2 separate regions of the Mus musculus genome follow, and region 2 is linked to region 1. A link is a contact called in public Hi-C data. All regions are on one chromosome and are shown on one strand. Each heading gives the region's core, a stretch centred on a gene start, on an enhancer-like site or on the middle of the called end of the contact. The rest is flanking DNA. Distances are from core to core; before and after follow the strand shown.

Region 1 (4,199 bases), core at 603-3,102:
TCACTTTGTAGACCAGGCTGGCCTCAAACTCAGAAATCTGCCTGCCTCTGCCTCCTGAGTGCTGGGATTAAAGGCATGCGCCACTGCCCGGCCCCTTTTTTAATTTAATTTTTATTTTATGTACATTGGTGCTTTGTGTTTTGCCTGCACGCATGTCTGTGTGGATGCTGGGAATTGAAACCGGTTCCTTTGGAAGAGCAGCTGTGCTCTTAACTGCTGAGCCATCTCTCCAGCCCCTGTGCTCATCTTTATCTATGTTTGACCTAACATCACTGTAAAAGCTCTGTGTGTGTGTGTGTGTGTGTGTGTATGTGTGACAGACAGACAGACAGAGAGAGAGAGAGAGAGAGAGAGAGGAGCAAAGTACAATGATATATATGTTTGAAAATGCTATGCTATCCTATTATTTTGTATGCTAAAAAGGGAGAAAAAGATTGTTGTCAGGCATGAATAGAGATTAGTTTTTTTTTCCCCAACTACCTGGAAAATATGTTGAGATGCGCTATTTTCTGTTTGCTGGTTTTCTAAGGGGAGACGGGCTTCCTTTGGCTTACAGTTCTAGGGTCAGCCCATCATGGCTTCAGACAACAGCTGCAGGAGGGAGCTTCTTCCATGGAGGCCACAGATGAGAAGCAGAGAGCAATAAAATCTTTGTTTTTTGAGACAGGGTTTTCCTGTGTGGCTCAGGCTGTCCTGGAACTTGGTCTCGAACTCAGAGATCTGCCTGCTTCTGTCTCCTAAGTGATGGGATCAAAGGCATATGCCACCATTGCCCAGCAAAACCTTTTTTTTTTCCTTTCGACAGGATCATGTATTTCGGGCTAGCCTCTAACTCACCGTGCAGCTGAAGATACCGTGAACTCCTAACTCTGCAACTTGTACCTACCAAATGCACTACCACAACCAGCTCAAAGTTGTATGTTGTTTTGAGTTTAAAATGTTTATTATTAAGTGTGTCTGAAGGTAGACATGTACCTATCAAGGCATACATGTAGAGTTCAGAAAGTAATTTCTGGGAGTCAGTTCTCTCCACCATGGAGTCTGAGAAGCAAACTTAGGCCGGACATCAGCCTAGTGCAACAGCAGGTGCCTATGCCCACGGAGCCATCTCACTAGCCCAAAGTTCCATTTTCAAATAACCAAAGGAACTACTGATATCTAATATTCAGAAGCAGCCAAAGCAAGAAAACAGGTAAGTAAACAGTGGGGACTATGGAGATAGCTCAAAGGTAAGAATGCTTGCATTATAAACATGAAGACCTGAATTCAAATCCTCAACACCTATATAAAAAGCCAGCTATGGCTTTGTATGCCTGAAAGCCCAGCATTTGGGATGCAGAGACAGGTGGTTCCCAAGAGCTTGCTGGCCAGACAGCCTAGTCAAAATGGTAGCTTCTGGTTGGGTGCAGATCCCAAGGGAATAAGATAAAGAGTAATTATGTGGCCACCTGGTGTATTTCTCTGGCCTCCATGCCCACATACACAGATGTGGGCACCTACACTCTTACATGTATGGGCCATACCCTCCTACACACAAATCAAACAAATGAACAGCTGTGTGGGAGCGCAAAGGTCTAACTCCCAAGCTAATATGCATGCAGTATTAGTCTGTCTTTAAGGCCATAAAATCTTCTCCAAAAAGTTGAGAAAACAGAAGCTCAGAGGGACTTTTCCAACATTCCATGGGTGGCTGTGAGCAACAGACCTACCACATGCGGTGGGAAAACTTCCCCGGGTCATTAGCTTTCCTGCAACCATCAAAGTTACTGTGTAACGTGTACACTCAGAGCAGCTCAACTCATCCTTAGTGATCAGCGTGAGCCAGTAAGTTCCTTCCCTTATCAGACTCACCTCTTGTCCCCGATCTACCACTTGGCCAACACAAATCTGTTGATGTATCACATCTTTGTGGGAAGTTTAACTGGTGGCTGTGGGGTGATAAGTCTGAAAGGTAGGCAGGAGCCAGCATGGGTGGCATCAAATGGTAGTCTAAGGACTAGGCTCAGTTCTCCTGGTCTGCCCTTGCTGCCCCAGGCTTCTGAAGGCCAATCTCTAAGGAGTGAGCCTCCAGGGCTTCAGGCTTCTGTGTGAGTCACTAGAGGAGTCTGAGAGCAGGGAGGCCGAGGCACTTGTCCTCTGATCTCTCTTTTCTTTTCTTTTCTTTCTTTCTTTCTTTCTTTCTCTCTCTCTCTCTCTCTCTCTCTCTCTCTCTCTCTCTCTTTAAATAATGTGGTATTCTCTATTTAGTTACATTTTCTTTATTTAAAGATTTATTTATTATTGTAAGTACACCGTAGCTGTCTTCAGACACATCAGAAGAGGGCATCAGATCTCATTACAGATGGTTGTGAGCCACCATGTGGTTGCTGGGATTTGAACTAAGGACCTTCAGAAGAGCAGTCAGTGCTCTTAACCTCTGAGCATCTCTCTAGCCCCTGATCTCTCTTTTCAAAGATGTGGTTCTAGTAGGATTTATGTTCTATGACTAAGGTCCACATCTCGACTAAGTCTCCTATGGGGACTCTACTGAGGATCCTGTTCCCTGCCCATGGCTTTTGCTGGGTTCTAGTCACACCCACTTTCCCTCCATTGCACCCGGGACAGGAGCATGACCAGGTCCTTGACAGTCTCTTGGAGCTCTACCTTCCTTTATAGGGCCACTTGGCTGTTCATGGAATTACAATCCCCTCATTCAATGTTTCTTATTAACTTCTGAGTATAGAGGTTGTTTCCTGTAAGCAGCTATGTTTCACTGACTTCCTTTTTAAAGGTGGCACCAAGAAGACAGACTAGGAGACACCTGAATGAAAGAAAGAAACAGTTATAAAACCATTAGACAAGGAAAGGCTGGGGAGCTGGCTAAGTCAGCAAAGCGCTTGCCACAAAAGCCTAAGGACTCTGGTTGGATCCCTAGTATCCCACAAAAGCTGGGGCTTTTCATAAGTGGTGGCACATACCCATCAGTCAAGAAAGAACAACCCCTGGAGCTTCCTGGACAGCCAGGCTAGCTGAATCCGAATGTTCTAGGTTCAGTGGAGGGGCTGGGGAGATGGCTCAGTGGTTAAAGTACTTGTTACATAAGCAGGAATTCAGATCTACAGAACCAATGTAAATGCCTGGTGGGCATGGCCATCTACCATTCTGGGCTTGAAGGTGGAGACCGGATCTCCAGAGTAAGCTGGGTAGCTAGACCAAACATATCAGTGAGCTCTGTGTTTGACTGAGAGACCTCACTCAAAGCATAAGATGGAGAGTGATGGTGGAAGACCTCCACTATCAACCACAAGCACATACATGTACCCACACACATCCATGTAGAAAAGAAAACAAAACAAAAGGTGGAGGGGTGTGCAAGATGGTTCGGCAGGTAAAGGCTCTTACCACTAAGCCTACAGACTTGAGTCTGATCCCTAGAGCTCACACAATAGAAGACAACCAATTCCCACACATTGACCTCAACCTCCACACTTGAGTCATGGCATGTGCATACTTACACATATGTGCATATGTCTTAGTTAGTACGACTATTGCTGTGTTGAAATGCCATAATCAAAGCCCCTTAGGAAGGACAAGGTTGATTTCATTCACAGTTCCATAGAACAGTTCATTATGGAAATGGCCATCTTACCAAAAGCATTCAACATAATTCCCATCAAAATCCTAATATAATGCTTTACAATCCATGAAAGAACAATAATCAACTTCATACAGAAAAAAACAAAACAAAACAAAAACCACCAAGACAGAGGGACGGGGGAGAGGATAGGGGGTTTTCTGAGGAGAAACCAGGAAAGGGGACAAAATTTGAAATGTAAATGAAGTAAATATCTAATTAAAAAAAAACAAAACCAGGAGGGCTAAAACAATCCTGTACAACAGAATAACTTCTGGAGGTATTACTATCCCTGATTTCAGGCTGTACTGCAGAACAATAGTAATAAAAACTGCATGATATTGGCATAAAAAAGAAACAAGTTAATCAATGGAACTGAATCATATACCCAAAAATAAACCCAGCCACCCATGACACTTGATTTTTGACAAGGAAGCCAAAATTATACAATAGAAAAAAGAGAGCATCTTCAGCAAATGGTACTGGTCTAACTGGCTGTTTACATGTAGAAGAGTGCAAATAGATCTGTATCCATCACCCTGCATAAAATTCATATCCAAGTAGATTAAAGACCTCAGCATAAAAC
Region 2 (4,199 bases), core at 524-3,023, 200 kb after region 1:
CTGAACTTGCTGACCCGAGTGTACATGGCCGGTGCTTGTATGTTGCAGTTCTTAGTGCCCCAGGAGACAATCCCAATAAGCACCCAGGTGTTTCCCTTCTGGCAGACAAGAGGGCCTCCTGAGTCACCCTGAAAGGGAAGAAAAGGGGAGAAGTCAGCATGGCAGTTTGGGGACGTGTCCCACTGGACAGTGCGGAGGACAGGGTGCTTACCTGACATGAGGAGGCGCCTGAGCCACCTGCACATATCATGGCATCGGTAATGCGTGCACCCCAGTACTGCCGACACTGATTCACAGTGACCAGGGGTAGAACAACTTGCTGCAGGCGAGCTGGTGTCACATTGCCTGTGGGCCAGGAGAGGTGGTTAGGCTGGCCCATGGTGCTCTTCTGGTCTCCCCTCATTACCCAGGTTCTTACCCACACCACTGATTCGGCCCCAGCCAGTGGTGACACAGGTGAGCCCCGAAGGCAGTGCCTCGTTTGTGGAAGCCAGGCAGACTGGTGAGACTTGTGCTGTGTACCGGGCTGGCGAGGCAAGCTTCAGGAGAGTCAGGTCATTGTTCATGGTGTTGGCGTTCCAGTTAGGGTGTGTGATGGCCTGTGGAGCCAGTCAGTAGTCATGTAAAGCTGGAGTGGGCACAGGTGCCCAGGCCTGTGCTGAGGCGGGTAGGTCAGGGCATGCCTGGATGCCCTGCAGTCCATTTTCCCTTTCTACATGCACAGCTAGTACTTACCCTTGCGATCGAGAGGACCTGCACAGGTTCAGCATTGGAAGATCGGTCATATTCTCCCAAAACGACAAAGTGGCGTCCAGGCCTGCAAGGATAATGGGAATGGGCAGCTGCTAAGTGGTTTCAGAGCGGGCATCCAAGGGAGGGGGATACACTCACGTGACTTGGCAGTGGGCAGCCGTGACCACCCAGTTCGGACTGATGAGAGAACCACCGCAGAAGTGGAAGCCGGTGTTATCCTAGGGTCAAAAGTTAGATACATGAATGGGCTTAAGTTACCCATAGCCTAAAGCACCCAGGACCCCAACCCACCCATAGGGTGCATTACCTGGAGAGACACCTGCCAGGGCCAGGAGCCTGGCACTGCATTCTCCCCGTTGACAATTCTCTGATTGTAGCTCAGTGCAGGCGTGATGGCAGGAACACCACAGCCTGAACATAGATAGGGCTGGTGAGAATCCAATCCCAGTCTACCTCTCCCTAATGCCTTCTTCAAGGTGCCCCCAGGCTGTAGATCCAGGAGGAGGTCCAAGAGAATTACTCCAAGGCCTTCCCTTGAGTGCCTTTTAGGCATACACAGCTATCTTGGTTACCCCACCCTACCAGCCTTCAAGTCCTGTGCATGCTTTCACAGCTACCAACCTAGTCCTAATGTACCTTGGGCCAGTTTTCTCTCTAATTCCTGCTATCATCTCCCTGCCCTCTGTTTTTCTAGGCCTGCACAGTCTACCATGCAGCTAGAAGGCTTTGTTAGTCTATACACATCTCTTATATGTTCCTGAGCCTCCTTAGGTCTGGCTCAAGCTCCCGCCTCATTTGTGAGACCGGTCCCTGGCTCTTCCCTTACTCTCAGCCCTGAAGGTTCCTTCCTTTTGCTTACACTGTCCGTTCCCTTCTCATCAGGCTGGCTCCTTGTCTGGGCCCCTGAACAGCCAAGGTCGGTTCCCAGCCCACTTACCCCAGGAGGAGCCAAGGAGGACCAGGCTAAGGGTTAGGCTGAGCAGTAGCATTGTGACAAATAAGGAATGGTGTTGAGATGGTCTGGCGCTTTATTTATGGACATCCTTGTCCTTGGGCAGAAGTCTTGGGCCTGAGACTAGGCCAGCTGTGTGGTCTTGGCATAGCCCCACACCTGCTTTAAGGAGAGGACTTCTCAGACCAAAGTCCTTGGAATTATCAAGTACCCAGGTGTGAGGTTCTCACTTCCATCTTTCCAAACCTTGGCTTCCCATTGACTTTCTGAATCACCTCCTACCTCAAGTGTTGACCACTGGGTACCAAGGACATACGGCTGAACTAGGTCTAAAGTGTCAACCTGGTTGGTGGTTGGGACCTATGAAATTCCCAGGGCTATTGGGAATACTGGAGTTTCAAAGAAGCCTGTTCAGAGCATGGGGGTGTTATGACTGGTGGAGAGAATGGCCAGATGTAGCCAACCTCTGCCAGGAAGGCCAGGGAGGAAGGTTCCAGCAGGTTGTGAATCCTAACAGACAGCATCTTGGATTTCTCATCAGTATGGAACAGGAGTCAGAGGTTTGCCCAGAGAGGCCATTCTCTTACCAGCACAAGGCAAACCTCATACGTCTGACTCTCTGAGACCTATGTTACTGGTAAGTGTGAGCTCTCAGTGGCTAAGAGACCCTGGGTTGAAGCTGGTAGTAGAAAATCTTTTTCTAGACCTCAGCTTGCCATAGGCGAGATATGTGCACAGCATATTTATTATTGAGCTCCAGGCTGAGCTTGAACCGGTGGAGAGAGGGTGCTTCTATATGCAGAGTTACAATGGTGAGTTGGCTTGAATTTTTCTAGGGCATCAAAGGCTTTGACAGGCTCAAGAATACCTCATTCTAAGCCCGGTGTGGTGGTGCACGCCTTTAATCCCAGCACTCTTCTTCACTGAGTGCCAGGAGGCAGAGGCAGGCAGATTTCTGAGTTCGAGGCCAACCTGGTCTACAAAGTGAGTTCCAGGACAGCCAGGGCTATACAGAGAAACCCTGTCTAGAAAAAACCAAAAAAAAAAAAAAATAATAATAATAATACCTCAGTCTAAAATGTGAAGCAGGTGAACGGGTAAATAAAGAACACAGATCAGATATGAGGAAATATGAATTATAAAGGCTGGTGGACATAGGGATGTTTACTAAACTAGCCCTTTCGCTTTACTATCGTATATACTATTTTTCATAATAAAGTCTTGGGGGAACAATCAGGGGCCAAGGGTGTCCAGCCTGGAGGAGAACCTCTCTAGAGAACGTGCCTTATCCATTCTGAAGCCCCAGTGGAGCTCAGCTACTCGCAGGGCAGGGTGTTTCTACCCAGAGGGCCTGGCACTCAGTGAAGAGACCTCGCTATGAAACATTAGCTGTGTCATCTTGCCCCGCAAGTCCACCACCCCTTTCAGCCCAGAGGACAGAGGCTATCTCCTTCCTCACAGTCCCACGTGTGTAGACAAAGCCCAGCTTCTCACAAGCTCACACATGTTCGGTCCTCTGAGGGCTGTCCTAAGTAGAGGAACTGTAGGTGGTGAGAGGTGCTTAGTGGGAACTTGTCAGGAAGTGGTTGCTCTATCAGCATTTTAGCCTCCTAAGGTCCCAGGGTAGCTGGTGGAAAAAGGTGGTTACTGATAAGAAAGGGAAAGGCTAACAGTGGGGATTGTCCATCGGGGTCTTCCAAGACAGGGTACTGGTGGGGTAAGTTTCTACCATATGGAACTATGGTTTGGGGATGACAGGATATAGCTTTCTACCCCAAAGCTTATAGTCCTGGGCTTCTGCACGGATAGATCCCTGAGGTGAGGAGGAGGAGGACCTCAGGCCAAGAACTGGGTCTGTCGTCCTTAGGTGAATACCTCAGCCACAAAACTCCTACAGATGCTTGGCTCACTCCTCTCAAGAAAGACACAGCCTTCTGTTTAAGTGTTTGTGTTTCCCGGATTTATTCACCCTCATTCCAAACTCTACATCTCAGGCCACTTCATTCCACCTCCATGGCCTGCACAGTTTCCTCAAGAAGTTCCAGGGTCAGGGGTCTCACTTCCCGGGTCAGGACAGGTGTGGTTCCAGGAGCAAATCGGTAACGGCCAGCTCTAGAAGGGAGGAGGGCCAGCCTTTTAGAATGCAGCCTGTCCATGCACACGTGTGAACACACACAGAGCCCTCCCTTCCTGTGCTCTTACCTCTGCACAGGCTCGGTGGGGGTGCTCAATGCTCTCTGCAGCTTGGCACCCCCTGCAGTGATCACACAGGCATCCACATTGCCCCCAGAGCCCAGGTCACTCAGGATCCCTGCTGTGATGGCTTCCACCAACAGCTCTTGCGCAGCCTCCAGCTGGGTAGTGGAAATGAGGTTAAATGGACCTAGTGTTACCACACTCTAACCAGGGGACTTGTTAATCTTGAAGTCTAGACAATTTGCTCTTTATGTAAGCTCAACCTCCTTTCTCTCCATCCATTGAAAATTCCAGTCCC

Evidence for each region. Hi-C and Micro-C count contacts between places; a contact is called where the count stands out from the background.
Region 2: a contact with region 1 is called in a Hi-C map of the G1E-ER4 cell line, with 2.4 times the contacts expected there. The contact joins the promoter of Ctrl here to the enhancer-like site in region 1. A contact is called at or near these places in 20 of 39 promoter capture datasets (the C10 cell line, the HPC-7 cell line, the SN4741 cell line and 13 more), 11 of 484 Hi-C or Micro-C datasets (B cells, the C10 cell line, the G1E-ER4 cell line and 7 more), 18 of 115 datasets of contacts at active chromatin or transcription factors (the HPC-7 cell line, the NIH/3T3 cell line, the SCID.adh cell line and 13 more) and 3 of 9 other capture datasets (adipose tissue, liver and pancreatic islet).

The regions. Positions count from the first base shown.
Region 1 is chr8:105,730,504-105,734,702 of GRCm38.p6, forward strand. The region is part of intron 1 of Gfod2 (glucose-fructose oxidoreductase domain containing 2); the gene reads right to left. Among named protein-coding and RNA genes, the nearest start is that of 4933405L10Rik, 24 kb to the left of the region's middle. Within about 2 kb of position 1,853, at least 2 of the 459 cell types and tissues checked have an H3K27ac peak or open chromatin away from gene starts, as enhancers often do. A contact at or near this core is called in the G1E-ER4 cell line, where this site is marked.
Region 2 is chr8:105,932,089-105,936,287 of GRCm38.p6, forward strand. Ctrl (chymotrypsin-like) reads right to left here and starts at 1,774. Exons shown (of 7, transcript NM_023182.2): 1 at 1,691-1,774; 2 at 1,061-1,164; 3 at 892-971; 4 at 736-817; 5 at 419-599; 6 at 212-345; 7 at 1-128. The coding sequence starts at 1,742. Psmb10 (proteasome (prosome, macropain) subunit, beta type 10) reads right to left here. Exons shown (of 8, transcript NM_013640.3): 7 at 3,908-4,059; 8 at 3,640-3,817. The coding sequence ends at 3,706.